Regions from separate parts of the Arachis hypogaea genome. Here region 1 is linked to region 2. The links are chromatin contacts, called in public Hi-C maps. All regions are on one chromosome and are shown on one strand. The core of a region is the stretch at or near the end of the contact, and the rest is flanking DNA. Distances in the headings are between cores, read along the strand shown. Region 1 holds the start of LOC112790809. Region 2 holds the start of LOC112790805.

Region 1 (4,760 bases), core at 837-3,336, 200 kb before region 2:
CAATTTCCATCGAATTGGATCGGATATAAAATCCGCATTTTTTAGTGTCGGATATCGAATATAGGATATATCCACATAATTGAACCTTCTCTTTTTAATTATATTTCTATATAAAAAATCAATAAAATTATTTCTTTCACACTTTTAAACTGACTTATTCCTAAAATATTTTTAATCAATTTTTTTCTAAATAACAAAAATAAAATAATACAATACATAAATAATAATTACTAATTAAAACATACAAACAAATAAATATAATACCATATATATATATATATATATAGAATTTGCCTTTTAACTTTTTATTTTTTTTATTTGCACTAAGGTGGAAGGCTAACGACAAATTTTTCGAATATTGCAAAGGCACAAAGTGGACAACTTTCTTAAACAAGTAAGCTCCATTTCTATCCTTTATTAAACCGAGAAAAAATGGTTAAGGTACACAGATCCTGGTCAGTCTGTGCCAACTGCCAACTTGTGCTGGTTTTGCCATTTAATTTTATTATGAGTAATACCCCAAATAGGTCCCCAAGAAATTTACCATCCGACAGTTTTGTCCCCCACAAAATTTAACTAAAATTTCGATCCTGAAATTCTCAGATATCCCCCAGATACGTCCTCAAAACCGTTTGATCCGGTTAAAGTGGTGACGTGTCAGGTTAACTGTGACATGTCACCTTTAGGACATTTTGGTCCCCATCCACGCTGGACAAAACGACATCGTTTCGGGAAGGACAAATTCGTTCCCACTTAGACAGAGAATGCAAACGGTGCCGTTTTCATGGTGGGGACCTATTTGCTTTATAATAGTATCTTAGGGGACCTATTTGACCTATAATTCGTGATGTTAAAAGAAGCTATATTTACTTCAACGCAAACCTTAAAAACACATTGACATTGGTCCGTTCATTTATCAAAATAGTAACATAAACCTGAGAACCCAAACATGTTAACCACACAAATATTTGGCTTCAATAGCAATACAAACCAAATCAAGTCAAAAGAAGGTTTATTTTCTTCAACATAAACTAAACGAAACCATTCTAAACAACATAACGTCTTCTTCCTCTAACATAATAAAAGGTGGTAACATAACTAAGACAACAACTTTCACACTAATTCTTAGAAGCATCATTTCTTGAAAGAATGGTTCAACCCTCGTGTTGGAATGAATTTGAACAACTTAAATACTATGTCACTAGTTGCAATTGATATTGTCTCAGCACTAACACTCTCCGAATTCTCGGTCATAATTACTGTCTCTTTTGGACGTCTAAAAGAAAGATGAGCTTGGAATAAACAATATTGTTATCACCATGTTTCAGCAATACTGTTTATTCCAAACTCAGCTTTCTTTTAGACATCCAAAGGAGACAATAATTAAGGCAAAGAATTTGGGGAGTGTTAGTGTTGAGACAATATCAGCTGTAACCAGTGGCACAGTATCTAAGTTGTTCAAATTCATTCCAACATGAGGGTTGAACCAGTCTTTTAAAAATGATGCTTCTAAGAATTAGTGTGAAAATTGTTGTCTTAGTTATGTTACCACCTTTTTCATATTGGAGGAAGAAGACGTTATGTTGTTTAGAATAGTTTCATTTAGTTTATGTTGAAGAAAATAAACCTTCTTTTGACTTGATTTGGTTTGTGTTGCTATTAAAGTCAAATATTTGTGTGGTTAACATGTTTGGGTTCTCAGATTTATGTTACAATTTTGATAAATGACCAATGTCAATGTGTTTTTAAGGTTTGCGTTGAAGTAAATATAACTTCTTTTAACATCACAAATTATAGGTCAAATAGGTCCCCTAAGATACTATTATAAGGTAAATAGGTCTCCACATGAAAACGGCGCCGTTTGCATTCTCTGTCTAAGTGGAGACGAATTTGTCCTCCCCGAAACGACGTCGTTTGCCCCTGATTCCAATACGACGTCGTTTTGTCCAGCGTGAATGGGGACCAAAATGTCCTAAAGGTGATATGTTACAGTTAACCTGATACGTCACCATTTTAACTGGATCAAACGGTTTTGGAGATGTATCTGACAGATATCTGAAAACCTCGTGGTCGAAATCTTAGTTAAATTTCTTGGGACCTATTTGGATTAATCTTTTATTATTGTTGTGGTTGAACTGTTGGAGTCATCTAAAAAGTAGGCCCACATACTTAAACAGTTAAACGAAGGAAAGCCCATTAGGCCCGTTGTAGAATTGGAGTTGGACTGATGAAGCCCGTTTCGGAAAATGTGGCGTGAAGAGATGAGACGAAGCGAGTGGACAGAGGAGTGAGGAGGAAGATGTACGACATGAAGATGGCAGCAGGTGGCGGTTCTACCATCGGGTTGCCTTCTTCATCACTTGTTGGTGGATCCCCAAAGTTTATGTTCCGTCCGTCCTCAAGTTTTCAATCTCACTTGGCTTCTCCCTCCTGTGAACGAAAACTCAACAGTTACAGTTACAGCTACAGCTACAGCTACTGGGTTTGCAGGACGAAGAGAGGAAGAGGGATGGTGAGGGGGTTGCCGTTCCCTGTAGATCCATGGGCGCCCTCCATTGACTCACAGAGCATTGCTTCCCAGCTGTTCGCATTCTCCCTCTTCCCATATATAGCCTTTCTCTACTTCATTACCAAGTCCAAGACTTCCCCTAACCTCACCCTCTTCGGCTTCTACTTCTTGCTCGCCTTCGTCGGAGCCACTAGTTAGTTTCCCTTCCTTTCACATCTCTTCTTTTATGCTTCCGATTTCAATTATTTAACCACCTCCATTCCATTCTGCAGTACCAGCTGGGATTTACGGTAAGTTTCATTTCACTTCCTAAACATACATACATACATATATTAAGCTCTCTGATGATTTTTCTGACAGCAAAGGTGCAGTATGGGACTTCACTCTCCAACGTGGATTGGTTGCATGGCGGGGCTGAGTCGCTTCTCACTCTAACTAACTTGTTCATTGTCTTGGGACTCCGACAGGCTCTCAGGAGCGCATCCAAATCCAATTCTCAACAAAACACGCCAGATTTCAAAGATAACAAAAGTCGCTTCGAGGACCTTTGATATGCTTCAACCCTCTTGGCATTAAAGAAATATGCCGATTTGTACCATTCTGCATATATTGATATAAATCTTCAACTTTCCCAAGCTCTCTTCGACTTTCCATATTTTTATATTTAAAAAATAGATAAATTGAGATGATGTAATCATGTAACTTAATTTGCCCTATTTAATCATTCAGTCTCCATGCCCTTCTGTATAGATTTAGTATTATATGTTGTAACGTGCAAATTTGAAGCATTTATTTATTTGAAGGAAAATTCTGCTCAAGAGTGCCAACTCTGAGTTTCTAACATTAACTACAAAAGACAGTTCTAAGTTCTAACCATTTCTGGCTCATTGTTTTACAAGTCTACAATTGCCTCAAGTGCTCCTAGATGTTCTTGTTGTTAAGGGCTCTAGGAGAAAAATCCAGGGTATTGGGAGGGAAATTTGGATCAATTTCCACTGGATCAAGTGAGAAATTGAACTCCGGAACTGGAGAATTGGTGGTGGATGTGTTGGTGGAAATGATCTCAGTAATATCTGATTCTGAAAGTGGCCTATTATAGATCCCATCAAGCTCATTCATCTGGAAAGACGTAGATGGCAGGTATTTAAATTCTTGCATGTTTGGATATAATAAGTGAGTTTGGAAATGACTGCTCAAGAAGGATTCGTTCTCCAGGGCTGAAGGAATCAAGCTGTAGCTTTCTTGTGCCATGCTTCCAAATGAAGTTGAAGGGAAAGTGAAAGGATATTCCATCTCTCCATTTGCCACCATATCTCTTTTAACTGTCATAATGGTCCCGAAAGTTGTCAGGCTTTCTTCTGATGTTTGTCTATGCTGAATTTCGTTACTATGACATTGCAGTTGCTCATGTTTGTCTGGCGATTTCGGTTGCGGAACAGCCTTGTTTCCCTGAGAACAGGTATGCCTTCCTTTGTAAGTTATGTCAAATATGGTAGGATCTTCGTCTGATCTCTGTACTTGCTTCGTGGCCCAGCACCCCTGAGTGTTCCGGAAGGTGCACCTATAATAACTTCTGCAAATGTCAAAATAGATACAGGTAAATCCATTGTTTATACATAAGAATTCTTGTGAAACTTGTCTCAAGCAGGATAAGGGAAATTCCTCACACCTGGGATATTTGGCACCAAGGATATCTTTCTGTCCATATTTTCTCCAGTTGTAACCATCTTCATGTGGTCCTTCAAGGCCACTCTCAAAGCTCACTCTCACTTGATCTACCCATTTGGCCATTGTCTTTCTGCAACAGAGTTTCAAAAAATTTATAGCAGTGTTAGTATAATTTATTAGACATAGCACATAGCTGATGTTTTCGTGGCAGAAAACTGCTCTTGCGAAATTTACCTTTTCTTTGAATCGTGTTTAAACTCTTGATTATGATTGTCCTCCCTCAGAGGACTTGCGCTGATAGATATTGGTGACTCTGAAAACAAGGTTGCTGTTGCTGTTGCTTGACTCATGTTCTGAGACTTGGAAGTTGATGCATTCCATCTTAGAATTAGCAGAGCTTTTTCATACGACGATAATATCCTCTGCAGCAACAAATCTTTTGTGTCAGCTGAATATGTCGCATTCATGTCTTCCTTCAACCTTCTTGCTACCTCCATCCCCTGAACTAGCTCGTTGATGAGTATGTTCTGCTCCCAGCGCCCGTCATTTTCCATTGTTGTAGTGTTTATCACCTTAACAAGAT
Region 2 (5,148 bases), core at 41-2,540:
CAGATGAAGATGGAAGACAAAAGACGATTAATCTAATTATTTGAATTTTTTAATTTTATAGGAATACTTTTGTCATATTAATAAGAAAGGATTATTTAGTTTTTTAACAAAAATATTTAAAAGGATATATTTATTTTTTTATAATTATTAGTAAGAATATTTCAATATATCTAGTGGTATAATATTTAAAAAAATTAAAGATAAATGATAATTAAATTAATTTATATGACATTTTTGTATTCATCTAATTTTTTTATCGGTTTGAATGTTGATACGTATTAATTAATTATGTATGGAAACAAGCATCTTTTTTTATTTAGATTTAAATTATAAAATTTTAAATATTTTTTTATATTAGATGTTTAAGACTTTCTCATTATTTTATTCTTTGGAAGGAAATTAATTTGGCACATATTCGGTGGGCAGAAATGAAGTGATGATGAAAAAAAAAGTAGGCAAAAAAGTAAGGACATGATAGAATACAATAAAAAAGATACTCAACCTTATTAGTTTGTATATTAAATTGAAGAGAAAATTTCGCTCTTTTTTTTAAAAGGTGTTAAAATAATATTTTTTATTTGTAAATTGTATATATTTTTTTCTTATAACTTTTAGAAGCCTCTCTTCGTTCCATTTAAAATTTTTTATGTTAATTAATATTAATTTTATTTATTTTAAAAAAATCAATTATGTTTATAAAAATATTTTTTAATAAAAATTTTATTTTTTTGCGATTAAATTTTGTTCACCAAAATATCCTTTAACAAATTATTTTTTTATTAATTAAATTGTATTATTTCCAAAATATGTTTTAAAATTTTTTTAATAATTAAATTATTTTTTCTTAAAATACTCTTCAATAAATTTTTTAAATGGGTAAAAAATAAATTTTTATTAAAGAATATTTTTATAGAAAAATAATTTATTTTTTTTAAAATGGGTAAAATTAATGTTAATTATCACAAAAAATTTAAAATAAATTAAAGAATAAGTTTTTTAAAAATTATAAAAGAGGAGAGTATATATTTTATAAATAAAAAATATCATTTTAATATCTCTAATTTTTTTTAAATTTAATCGTCAAAATTAATTATTAAAATAAAATATGTATTAATATATATATATATATATATTAAAATATATAATAATTAATTTTATTAGTTGATTTTAATATATAAATAATATTTTTTAAAAGATACTTGTATTATTGTTGGACTAATCAGAGAGAAAAAAAAAAAGGGAGATTCCTGAGTATAATTATTAGATTACATAGAGGTAGGGATAGAGATCGGAAACAAAACCCGATGAGCAATCCCTGCCTATAAATACATATTAAGACCCTCGTTCAAAAATCACAAGCAACCAGCCAACTAAACAAACAAGTAATCACTACACAGCAATAAGCTTTTAGCCATGACCTCAGTTCAGTGCTACAAAACATGCCAAGAAACCTGCTACCAGCAGAAGACCCAATCATCCATTGGGCAAAAGGTTTCTGAGATGTGTTCAAAGGCCACCACAATGGTGCCAGTTGCCACCCATGCCCAGCAACACTGCCATGGTAGCAGCAACCACCACATTGGAGCCACCCAAACCCATACCATTTCCCAATGCCATGGTGGCAGCCACCACAGTGGATGCTCCCATTTCCATGCCCATACCCAAGGCTATGGTGCTGCTAACCACCATAGCAATGGAGCAGGCTATGGTGGTAGCCTCCACAAAGGATGCACCCAATCCCACACCCATACCCAAGCCTGTGGCGGTGCTAACCACCTCAACAATGGAGGAGGCTATGGTGGTAGCCTCCACAAAGGATGCACCCAATCCCATACCCATACCCAAGCCTGTGGCGGTGCTAACTACCACAACAATGGGGGAATCCAATCCCAATGCCATGGCAGCAACAAAACCAACATGACATCCCACAGTGGAGGAGGGTATGTTGCGACCAACAAAACCACTGAAACTGATTACTACCACAGCCAGACAAAGACCACCGCGAATAGCGGCAGCGGGAGGTGCAGTAATGGAAGAAGCAAGAAGGAGCACAAGAGCAGGGGCATGTTCCAGAAGATCAAGGATGGGTTGTCCGGCCGCAACAGCGATTGCAGCAGCAGCGAGAGTGACAGCAGTGAGAGTGACAGCGACAACGAAAACAACTGCGGCAGGAGGAGCAGGAAGGCATGTTCTATATAACTAACTAACTAAATCTTTCTCCTGACATTACACATTTGAAATTCAATGTCCATTATTGGTTTAATTAATTTGAATTGTGTGTGTGTATGCAGAATTGCAATTAAGCAGTAAGCACCAGCTCTGATTCTTCATCACAGCTCCTATGATGTCAAGTGTGTGTGTGGCCACTGGCCACTGCTCAGAATAAATAAAATATCCTAATTTAAAATAAATAAATAAATAAAAGTGATGTACTTTGATTATGTATGGTGTGACTCCGAGATTGAGACCTAAATGCATTGTGTGCTTGCTCGATCTCCTTATTACTACTATCAATAAAACTGTTTGAATTCTCTCGCATCTCATGCCTCTCGCGTTTGCCTATAGTTTTATCACCAGAACAAACGAATCGTATAATTTATTCATCGATTTTCCATTACCTACGTTTTTTCTTTCCTTTACCAAACACGCTCTTAGTTTATCACCCGCGGTATCTTTGCCCAGTGAAGAGTTCACCTCTCAAACCAATATGCGCTGTTTCTCTTTAACTTATCCATTATTTAATGGAGGGATATTGATGCACCACTGAGTCATCATAACTAATGTAATTCTGTCAGATGGAATTAACCTTCAACTAGAAAACAAAACCTTTTTGCAACATCTAAATGCTAAAAAAAATAAAAAATAAAAAACAGTAAAAACTTATTTTATTTAGTATTTATTAGTTATTATAATAATTAATAAATATTAAATAAACAAATTTTAATTATCTTTTATTATTTTTGTTTTGTTATCAAGCATTTTCGTTTTTGTCCTAAAATTCTGATTTGATCTCCCAACTTTTTTTTTTTTTTTTGTATCTTGATCTCCCAACTTTAACACTCGGTCACTCGCAGTAAAATTGCATATCTTTGTTCAGTAAAAACAAAATTCGTTAAATCACGCAATCACCTATTATAAAGGTTAATTGAACCATAGATTATTACATATCTGTATCTTTTAGATAACGATATATGTTTTCCCAACTGGTGTGTGTATACATTATTTTCCAAGTTATATATGTTCTTTTTTGCGAGCGGCTCTTGTTCTTCGAATAAGACAAAAAGATCTCTGGACAACAACCTCTTAATCATTTGAAAATACAACAAAAATAATTAATAAATACTATATTTTCTACAAATGATAAAACAAAATTTCGTATTTAATAAACAGCTTATTCATTTAGTCTAAATTTTTGTAACAATATTTATATAAATATTTAAAAAGTATATAAAAAAATTCAAAAAAAATTGATCTCCAAATTTTTTTTAAAACAATTTGATCGTTCATAATAAAAAAATTAAAAAAATTCACTTGATATAAAATGATTAAATTTTAAAAATAAAAAGATTTTATTTTTCTAAAAATACTTTAAAAATGTATTAAAATTTGTTCTCTAAAATTATTGTTTTAAAATATTTATTTGATATTTAATTCTTTTTGTCACGTTTTAAAATTTTTTAAAAGTTTATTTATCGTTAACATCTTTTAAAAAATTTTTTATCAGTAAATTTTTTAGTATCATTTAATAATCTATTCCTTTTTTAAAAATTATTACTAATAAACTCGATTACTTTGTGCACAACTAAAAGTGCGCTACTGCTTCTACATTCTCATGCATATTAAAGAACTACAGTTAAAAATAAAATAAAATAAGAACGAAAGAAAGAAAAGCAAAGAAAATAACCATAAAAAGAAAAAGAACCACGGATATAACAAGAGATGTGGTGTGTGGTTAGATTAAAGTTTGCAAAAGGAGTTTGTAGATTAAAGTTTGTAAAAAGAGTTTGCACCAAATTAATTTTTTAAATTTGATTTTGATGAGAAGCTAAGTTAATATTAATATTATTTATGTTTGCTAATTTTTATAAGAAATTGGATTATAGTAAAACAAATGTTGTTTAGATTATATTATTTAAAATCACGTTTAGATAAAAATTACTAAAAGAAGATATGGATTTATATTATTCAAAACCACATTTTTTTTCAAAACTCTTTTGACTATAATTTTTTTTAAAAGAACTTAAATTTATTTGTTGACATTTAATATTTTTTTGTCATAATTTTTCAATACTTTTTTTGTGTACTCTTTTTTATTTAATTTGATTTTTTTAATTGGATCAATAATTTATATTATAAAAAATTAACAATGATAAACAAAGTACATTTTAATTCAAGAACCCACGATCAAAATTGTACCAAATCAAACAAAATAAAATAACAAAGAAAAAATCTATAAAAGAGAACACCATATTAGTAAAAATGATTAAAAAATTTTATATGAATAATGAATACCAAAAATTTCATAAAAAAGACAATAATATACAATATATAAGAATGAAGGATAAAATTGACAAAAAAATAATTTTTTTCAATTGTTTATTCAACCGTAATTATTAAACACAAAAGTTATAATTTATTATTTTAAGTATAGAATCACATTTATATCTTAAAAAAAAAGTCAAACAAAAAATTGAGATTTTCTAGACAATTAAACATAAGTGTTATAACACAAACACCTAACCAAAGACACTCATGGAGTCCTTAAAACGACCAACACAAAATTCTCCATAAACCTATTTGAATATATACTCTTTTTTTTATACATCAACTACTACTACTCCGTCTGATGAAAGAAAAGTGCTTAGATTATTATAAAACTTATTTATATTATGATTTTCAAAGGAAAAATATTTATATAATGAATATATCAAAATTATATATATATTTAAAAAATTATTGTGCCATTTTTAACTTATAAATTTGAATTATGAAAAAAGTTAAAGAGCTAATTTGAAGTTTATAATTTTTACAACCATGTTACTTACGTATCAAAAATTCAGTTACTAAATTAATTATTTATATAAAATATATATTAAAATATAAAATATATATTAAAAATAAATTAAATAATACATATATTTATACACA

The links. Hi-C and Micro-C count contacts between places; a contact is called where the count stands out from the background.
Region 1: a Hi-C map of leaf shows a contact between it and region 2, with 2.6 times the contacts expected there. The contact joins the promoter of LOC112790809 here to the promoter of LOC112790805 in region 2. A contact is called at or near these places in 2 of 8 Hi-C or Micro-C datasets (both in leaf).

The regions. Positions count from the first base shown.
Region 1 is chr3:100,824,088-100,828,847 of arahy.Tifrunner.gnm2.J5K5, reverse strand. It overlaps LOC112790809, which reads left to right and starts at 2,086. Exons shown (of 3, transcript XM_025833379.3): 1 at 2,086-2,702; 2 at 2,782-2,799; 3 at 2,870-3,327. The coding sequence starts at 2,300. The coding sequence ends at 3,060. It overlaps LOC112790808 (probable WRKY transcription factor 41), which reads right to left. Exons shown (of 3, transcript XM_025833378.3): 1 at 4,412-4,760; 2 at 4,179-4,307; 3 at 3,273-4,082. The coding sequence starts at 4,731. The coding sequence ends at 3,431. It also overlaps the pseudogene LOC140183535.
Region 2 is chr3:100,623,126-100,628,273 of arahy.Tifrunner.gnm2.J5K5, reverse strand. LOC112790805 reads left to right here and starts at 1,290. Exons shown (of 2, transcript XM_025833376.3): 1 at 1,290-2,184; 2 at 2,292-2,538. The coding sequence starts at 1,414. The coding sequence ends at 2,303.